Linked DNA regions of Sus scrofa: region 1 is linked to region 2. Evidence: chromatin contacts called from public Hi-C data. All regions are on one chromosome and are shown on one strand. The core of a region is the stretch at or near the end of the contact, and the rest is flanking DNA. Distances in the headings are between cores, read along the strand shown. Region 1 has its middle 28 kb from the start of FAM46A. Region 2 has its middle 47 kb from the start of RPL18.

What was found. A called contact is a pair of places that touch in the nucleus more often than the background predicts.
Region 1: a Hi-C map of liver shows a contact between it and region 2, with 4 times the contacts expected there. The contact joins two enhancer-like sites. A contact is called at or near these places in 6 of 47 Hi-C or Micro-C datasets (alveolar macrophages, embryonic fibroblasts, liver and 1 more).

The regions. Positions count from the first base shown.
Region 1 is chr1:84,514,698-84,519,205 of Sscrofa11.1, forward strand. No RefSeq gene overlaps it. Among named protein-coding and RNA genes, the nearest start is that of FAM46A, 28 kb to the right of the region's middle. Within about 2 kb of position 1,709, at least 6 of the 83 cell types and tissues checked have an H3K27ac peak or open chromatin away from gene starts, as enhancers often do. A contact at or near this core is called in liver, where this site is marked.
Region 2 is chr1:84,328,981-84,333,612 of Sscrofa11.1, forward strand. No RefSeq gene overlaps it. Among named protein-coding and RNA genes, the nearest start is that of RPL18, 47 kb to the right of the region's middle. Within about 2 kb of position 2,036, at least 14 of the 83 cell types and tissues checked have an H3K27ac peak or open chromatin away from gene starts, as enhancers often do. A contact at or near this core is called in liver, where this site is marked.

The DNA of each region.
Region 1 (4,508 bases), core at 459-2,958, 190 kb after region 2:
GGCGCAGCAGAGATGAATCTGACTAGGAACTATGAGGTTGCAGGTTCAATCCCAGTCCTCGCTCAGTGGGTTAAGGATACGGTGTTGTCATGAGCTGTGGTGTAGGTCCTAGACGTGGCTCAGATCTGGTGTTGCTGTGGCTGTGGTGTAGGCCAGCAGCTATAGCTTGGATTAGACCCCTAGCCTAGGAACCTCCCTATGGCACCTGTGGGTGTGGCCCTAAAAAGCAAAAAAAAAAAAAAAAAAAAAAAAATATATATATATATATATATATATATATATATATATATGCAATGTTTATTGCCTTAACATTTTATTTTATCCTTCTTTTCTGGTAACTTATTCTCTATTAATGAGATAACATATTTTTAAAAGTAATAAAACACTTCAAAATATTACCTTAACATGTTATCTTCATCTCTTAAAAATATAGTTGGCGAAAGGTGAGAACCCTAGCTTGATTATTTCTTTAGCTAGAACTAACCCAGCTGATTGAGTTCTCTTCACAACCCCTCAACTGAGTGTCCTTGCAGAACTGGTGACACTTATTTACTTTATTTTATTTTACATTATTGTCTTTTTAGGGCCACACCTGTGGTATATGGAAGTTCCCAGGTTAGGGGTTAAATCAGAGCTGAAGCCACCAGCCTACGCCACAGGTGCAGCAGCATGGGAGCCGAGCCTCGTCTGCAACCTACACCACAACTCACAGCAATGTCAGATCCTTAACCCACTGAGCGAGGCCAGGCTTCGAACCTTCATCCTTATGGATACTACTCAGGTTCGTTAGCCGCTGAGCCACAACTCCCAGAACTGGTGAAATTTAACACATGAAGTGTGGCATCCAGAGTCACTGTCTGTTGGAAATCTCTAAGACACCTGGGCCTCTGCTCCACTGTCGTCCAAATTTGATGTAGACTCTATAGTAACATATCAACTTGAAATTTTATTGCTTATCTCTAATTGAAAGGCTTTTTCTTCAAAATTAAAGGGTTTCTAGCATCATCTGAACAAGAGAGGAATAAGTGTCTCTAGCTATTGAGTATTTACTATGCATCAAGCAATTATTCTCAACCTCCGAAATGTTCTCTCACATAATCTTCACAATTAACCTGTGAGGTGAGTGTCATTTCCATCTTACATGCAAGAAAGACCTTAGCAAACCGGGAAAAGTAAAGCTCATAGCATTTAAATAGGACTTAAAACTCAGCTTTCACATCTTTCAGTCTTTCCCAACCACAGGTAACAGTGGGATGGAAGAGAGGGAGAAAGGAAGAGAGAAAGGAAAGACACAGGGGACTTCCCAGAAGCTCCACTGTAAGCCCCACCCACATTCATGACCCCTTCTACAGTCTTCCTATCAGCCTTTAGTTCAGTCACATCATCAGAGGGTCTAGCTTCATCCTACTGGTAAGTGTAGAAGACGTGGGTTTGGGCAGCCTGGTGGATTCTGTCCTGTGCAATGGATCGTAAAGCACATTTCACAGGATATCTGAGAATTCTGAAAGGTTCCTGCCACCTCTGAAGTCCTAGAAAATCTATTTCAGTTTATCTCCAAATCGCCTTATTTATGGGGAATGGAGCCTTGTGTTTGCAGAAAGAAAACAAAACAAACAAACCAGCAAACCTGTGAAACACCTTAGGATCCTTTTACCTAGCTTATCCAAGTTAAAGGTCAAATATCAGTAGTAAAGAATCATGTGTGAGAGGAAAGTTCAACTGAACAGCCAGCCCAGAGGTTAAAGCTCTCCTTGCAAAAGAGGTAGGAATGACTGACGCTGTTCTTACAGTAACTGAATTCACCCTGTTGTTATCCTCGAAGTACTGCTACAGGGCACAGATTTTTGCCATTCCAGGTGCCTGAGGCCACTGTCTTTGTCCCAGGGAGAGGCTACGTTTTCTTTGTTGTTTAGAATCTCAGCCAGTCAGCTCCAGAGCCCACTGGAGGGAGTGGGATGCCAGAAAGCTTAGGAATGCCAAGGAAGCTGGTTTTCTTGGTTTTGTTTTGTTTTTTTTTTTTGCTTTTTGAAACTTGCTGGAATTTTTTTTTTTTTTTAAAGTATAGCTGACTTATAATGTGTTTCAGGTGTACATCAAAGCAATTCAGATTTTATGTAATAATTATATATAGTTTTTCAGATTCTTTTCCATTTTGGACTATTGTAAGATATTGGATATAGTTCCCTGTGCTATACAGTAAGTCCTTGTTGTTTTTTTTTTTTTTTTTTGCTTTGTAGGGCCGCACCTGCGACAAATGGAGGTTCTCAGGCTAGGGGTCAAATCAGAGCTGTAGCTGCTGGCCTACACCACAGCCACAGCAAAGTCAGATCTGAGCCACGGCTGCGACCTGCACTATAGCTCACAGCAACACCGGATCCTTAACCCATTAAGGAAGGCCAGGATTGAACCCACAACCTCACAGTTACTAGTCGGATTCGTTTCCACTGTGCCACAACGGGAACTCCTCCTGTTTATTTTACATATGGTAGTAAGCATCTATTAACACCAAACTCCTCATTTATCCCTACCCACCCCCTTCCATTTTGGCAACCAAAAGTTCATTTTCTATATCTCTGAGTCTCTGTTTTGAACATAAGTTTATTTGTATGATTTCTTTATTTTTGTCCATTTATTTATTTATTTTTACTTTTTGGCTGCACCCATGGCATGTGGAAGTTCCTGGGCCGGGTATGAACCCATGCCACAGCAGCAACCCTAGCCACTGCGGTGACAATGCTAGATCTTCTCAGATCCTTAGCCCACTGCACCACCAGGGAACTCCTACTTTTAGATTCTACATAGAAGTGATATCATACCATATTTACTTTCTTGATTTACTTCACTTGGTATGATCATCGCTAAGTCTATTCGCATAGAAGCTGCTCTTACAACTGGCTCTGCCATCACTTATTTGGTATGGGCTCACAGGTAAAGCCTTCTTGTGACACGTTCTACATAGTTTCTTCGGGAGGACAGGCACATCCACAAAAGTCAAAACCCCAAGCTCATCCTGGCAGTTTTAGTGTATTTATCCTCAGTAACCCAGTTGGACATGATCTGTTCCATTCCTGAAGGGCTCTGCAGCTCCAAAAACCCGGGATAATGAGCCATCTCCAGCCTCTTCTTCCCCATTTGACAAAGGAGTGGATGTTCTCTGAAATGCTTGGCTTCTGAGTGGCTGCGTCACAAGCCCAGGCTGTAATTTGATAACTCCTGGTCACGATCTTCCCTTGGATTCACCCCATTCCTGCTGTGACCAAGCCCCCCAGGTGGGCCCAGTGGAGGACCATCCACCAGAGTAAGGTGAGCCAGCTCTAGATAGTGAGGCCTAAAAGGCTGCCCATTTCTAACTGATCAAGAAACAATATGTGTCTCTTATGAACAGAGACTTTCCCCTCAAGGCCTCCAGGTGCCACACTGACCACTGTGGGACAGCCTTTTACTCAAAGTGTCCCCCTCACCCCACCCCCAGGAAGGCTGCCTATTCCCTCATGCTCAGCTCCAAAATCCTCTTGGGAGAGTAGTCTCTGGGGTTAAGGCAGATTTAGGAGACTGCCTTTGGCTGATGAACCTATCCAATCTAGGTATCAACTTGTTAGAGGCAATGGAGGAAGGAGAGACTACAGGGCAGCCTGACTGGCTTGGTAGCATGGCCCTTCTACTCCGCAGACAGCCTTAGGAAAATCATTGAATTTTCTGGTGCCCATTTTCACATCTTCAAAATTTGGGGAAATAGGAACATTTACATCATAGGGTTACTGTGAGAGGAAAGTGAGTTAATTCGGGTAAAGCATATAGGACAGAGTACGTCGGTGTATTGATCAGAACTGATCAATATCAGCTGTCATTCTTCTAGTGCTCTGTGAAGTTGGTTCATTTTCTCAAGTGGTAGTTGACTTTGTAGAACCAATTTTTTTCCTGAAGGAATGAGATGGGAAAGAGGTAAAAATAGGGCAGTAAAAGAGGAGTCTTGGTCTCAGATGCTGTGGGGATGGACTGGAGACCTGAACCAAAGGAAGGCTGGGGGTGTGTTGCGGGGAGGGGTGGTCCTAGGGATTAGCTTCTGGCTTCCAGAACTGGAGACAAGGATGAGAGGGCTGACTACATATCTTTGGTATTTTGGGGGTAACAATATTGGGGACTTTGAAAGGTGAAGACAATAGATGATAAACAAAGGGAGACAGCTAATTATATTTACCCGAACTACAGTCTCTCCTAGGGTTACCTTGGCAGAAGAGGATTAAATGAACTATAAATTCCTTTAAAGTAGAAACTGTCCTCCAAGTGTTTACGGTGAGTGCTCAGTAATGGTGTGTTGAGTGGATTAGTACATGATGAATAAAGAGTCAGAGGTCCAGGCTGAACTTTATGTGCTCTATAAACCTGGCTTGGCCAAGTCCAAGGATGGCCTGTAGAATGAGCTTCAAGGATAAAGTTACTTCTGGTGTTCTTCCCTTCCTGATTCAAAGTCTACTGAGAAAAAAAGAGACAGCTTAAAATAATGTTTA
Region 2 (4,632 bases), core at 786-3,285:
AATGAAGATGACTTTTATAAATGAAAGAGATTAGACCATGAATAATACAATGAAGCTGATGATTCCTGAGTTGAAAATATTGAAAATTTGGGATAAAAAAAGTATCACGTCATGAATGATTCTTTTCTTTGTCACTATAAGAGTCAGGCTGTAAAATTTATTGCATTTTGTATAGAGAGCCAAAAATAGTATGTGTGGGTTTTTAAGACATTTCTTTGTGATTCATTCAGCAAACATGACTGAGTGTCTTCCAACTGCAAGGCTCTGGCCTGGTGCAGCAGCAGAAACAGCAGGAAAGGTGACAGAAGTGATGAGGGCTACTATTTCTATGAGCATATCATGTGACTGTTTCTTTCAGAAGTTACCTTTAAGCCTTACAAAATTCTCCAACACTGGTATCATAATGTTCACTTTCCAAGTACAAAAACAGAAGATCAGAAAAGTTAAGTAATATGCCAAAGTCACATAGCCTGTCTGTGGCAGAACCAATATAAACTGGTGTTTTGATGGCACCACACCTATTCTATTTTTGACTAAACCACCTTCAAGGCATTCACAACCTAGAAGAAACAATCTCTCTCATTCACTCAGCTCCTCTCTCTCTCTTTCACTCAAACATATAGACTTACATACACTTATAGGCTATATGTGTGTGTAAATATATACTCCCATTTGAGTACCTAGATTCTCAGGTCTCCCTTTGATGCCTGGACTTTTGCCAGCACATCACACTGTAGTCTATATATTTCATGACATGCATGTGCTGACAACTGTTCAAATACTCGTGTGCACATGCTGAGTACAAGAGATACATGCACACCTAAGACTTGTTCTACCTTCCAGGAGCTGCTGGTCTCGTGTAAGAAAATTGAAAGTGTTGTAATATTGGCCAGTTTTCCAGTTCTTTTGAAAATATACCAGGTAGAAAAACAAAAGGCTACTTGAAGTAGAATAAAGAAGGCACAGTAATTGATTAAAATGCTATAAACTTGGGCTGAAAGGACAGCGGGGATTAAATAGTGTAATAAGTCTTATTTGAGGAAACATATAGTCTATTTTCTTTTCTCTCCTTTCAGAACATTCTTTTTAGGCTCTATCAACCTCAAAAGGTTCATATTTTGCATCCCCTAAGAAAAAACTTATTTTACAGAGCTTACAGATGGCAGTTGGAAACTAATTGGTTAAAACTTTACAGAGTTTCTAGATCCTTGGAGAGAAGTCATTGCATGGGGACCTAAATCATAAATGATGGTTATTATATAACAGGTGGCTCAATACAGCAAACTCTTGGTCTGCATGTTCCAAATTTATATCTAGCTGGGGGGAAGTTCAATACACTATCAAATACTAAGAACAATCATATTTCACTTAAAACAAAATCAACTTGAGATGCCTAATGATTTCAAGGATGTTGACAAAAACCTACACCTTAGAAGTGTTAAAATGGTGTGGGTATTTGTCAAAGATCTCTAGGGAAACAGGAGACCAACCAACAGAGAGAGACAGACAGAGAGAGAGGGAGATTAAGACATTGGCTCACACAATTGTAGAGGCTTGGAAAGTCCAAAATCTATGAGTAGGCTGGCAAACTGCAGACCAGGAAGGCATTATAGGACTTATAGTGCAAGTTCAAAGGTCTTCTCTCTCCTTCTAGGGAGGGCAGTCTTTTTCCACTCAGGCCTTCAGATGATGGAATGAGATCTACCACAACCCACATTAAGAAGAAAAATCTGCTTTACTCAAAGTCTACTGAATTCCATGTAATTTCAGCTTAAAATTACTATCCCAGAAACACCTAGACTAATGTTTGACTAAATCTATGGGCCTTATAACCTAGCCAAAGTGACACATGAAATTTACCATCCCAGAGTAACATTAGGAATGAGGGGAAGAATCTGTTTGTTGTTGCCAACGTGGGTGCTGGAATTCACCCTGACCCTACCTGCAGAGGTAGGCAGAGCAGCTCTAGGCTCTGCCTCTTGAGGCCCCTTTGTGGTTGGGGGTTCACCCTTTCTGATCTATTCTGGCCCCTCCCTCTGAAAGAAATATCCACAACACAAACAAACCCGCCCTGTAGAGCATACATACCTCGGGGGTGGGGGGTGGGTAAAGGGAAGCAGTCTCAGTACTTTTCTCCATGTGACTAATGTTTACATTTCTATTTCACTAACATGATAGAGGCCAGACCCCTGGGAATGGGGTGGGAGATGGAGAGAAAATCAAATGTGCTTCCAATATATGAAATACACTATTTTTTCTAGGTTTAGTTTAGTTTTTAGTTTGGATTTGCGTCAGTTGACAGATGCGGGTGGAGGGGGGGAAGCCAGAGAGAGACAGAGAGAATGGTCTCAATGCTGCCTCCACCCACCCCTGGTCAGACCACACTCCATCCCCACACACCCACCCACCCAAGCTCCTAGTGAAACTTCCCCGGACTCACTGCTCTTATTCTCTCTAGAACGCTACCAGGGCCTATCTCTGCCAGCAGAAATTCCCTGTTAAATATTACCTATAATCAGTTTCTTCCCTCCACCCGATTGCACAACCCTGGAACTACTGACTCACTCTTGCTTTATCATAAGTATTTACATTTTGGTTAAAATTGTGGACTTTGTAGCCATGGAATCTTCCCTTCACCGCCTGTGTGACTCGAGCCTCCCTTCTCTCACCTGTAAAATTGGGATAATGACAGGACTGACGTCACGGGTGAGCTGGGAAGAGCAAATGAAACAGCAGATGGCAAACTCTCAGAAGAGTGCCTAACCCAGCAGGAGCCCTTGGTGATTGTTAAATATTATCACTCCCATTGGTGTGACGTGCTTCCTGTGAGATCCCAATGCCTACTATTTGCAAATAAGCTTAGGACATAGAATACAGGGGTGAAGCAATATGGTCCTTGTTTTGGATCCACCCTGGAATAATTGGAGGCATGCTCTCACATGCTTCTGTGGGTTTCCATCCATGTTAACCATCTTCAGAAGGCTTATCCCAGCTCTGCGGGAGTGAGATCAACTGTCCATGTGGTGGGGATTTGAAAAATGAGAAGACAGTGATGATCTCGGTGGCCCCTTGGAATAGTATGGCCCAAGGACAGGTTTCGTTTGGCCCAGCAAGGTTTTCGTTTTGTTTTGTTTTGTTTTAATTATAGTTGATTTACAATGTTGCTGTCAATTTCTGCTGAATGGCAAAGTGATCCAGTCATATATATATATGTATATGTGTTAACACACACACACACATATACATACATTCTTTTTCTCACATTATCCTTCATCTTATTCCACCACAAGTGACTAGATATAGTTCCCTGTGCTATACAGCAGGACCTCATTGCTTATCCACTCCAGATGAAATAGTCTGCATCTACTAACCCCAAACTCCAAGTCCATCCCACTCCCGTCCCACTCTTTGGCAACAACAAGTCTGTTCTCTATGTCCATGAGTTTTTTTCTGTGGGGATAGGTTCATCTGTGCCATATTTTAGATTCCAGATATAGGTAATATTATATGGTATTTGTCTTTCTCTTTCTCACTTACTTCCTTTAGTATGAAAATTCTATTTCCATCCATGTTGCTGCAAGTGGCATTATTTTGTTTTTTTTTTTTTTATGGTCGAGTAGTATTCCATGTGTATATGTACCACATTTTCTTAATCCATTCATCTGTTGATATTTATTTATTTATTTTTGTTTTGTTTTGCTTTCGTTGTCTTTTGTCTTTTCAGGGCTGCACCCACGGCATATGGAGGTTCCCAGGCTAGGGATCCAATTGGAGCTACAGCTGCTGGCCTACGCCAGAGCCACAGCAACATCAGATCTGAGTCACATCTTCGAACTACATCACAGCTCATGGCAACGCTGGATCCTTAACCCACTGAGCAAGGCCAGGGATCAAACCTGCAACCTCATGTTTCCTAGTCAGATTTGTTTCCGCTGTGCTATAACAGGAAATCCTTGTTTTGCTTTTTAAGGCTGGGATCAAATTGGAGCCACAGCTGCTGGCCTACGCCACAGCCACAGCAACATGGGTTCCTAGCTGCGTCTGCAACCTACACAACTTATGGAAACACCAGATCCTGTGCCCACTGAGCAAGGCCAGAGATTGAACATTCTCATGGACACTAGTCAGATTAATTTCTGCTGAGCCACAAGGGGAACTCCTCAATGGACATTTAGGTTGTTTTCATATCTCAGCTATTGTGAATAGTGCTGCAATGAACATACGGTTGCAGGCATCTTTTTCAATGAAAATTTTGTTTGGATATATGGCCAGGAGTGGAATTGCTGGATCATATGGTAGTTCTATATTTACAGGCAAGATGATAAAATGCTCAACTAATTATTAGAGAAATGCAAATCAAAAAACTACAGTGAGATACCACCTCACACCACTCAGAATGGCTGTCATCGATAAGTCTACAAACAGCAAATGCTGGAGAAGGTGTGGAGAAAAGGGAACCCTCCTACGCTGTTGGCGGGAATGTAAATTGGTACAACCACTATGGAAAACATTATGGAGGTACCTCAGAAAACTAAATATAAAACTACCCAGCAGGGTTTTTGTTACTGTTTCTGTTTTCAGTGAAGTAGCAAGTCTTTAGACTGAGACTGCACTTTCCCCATTCACTTTCTA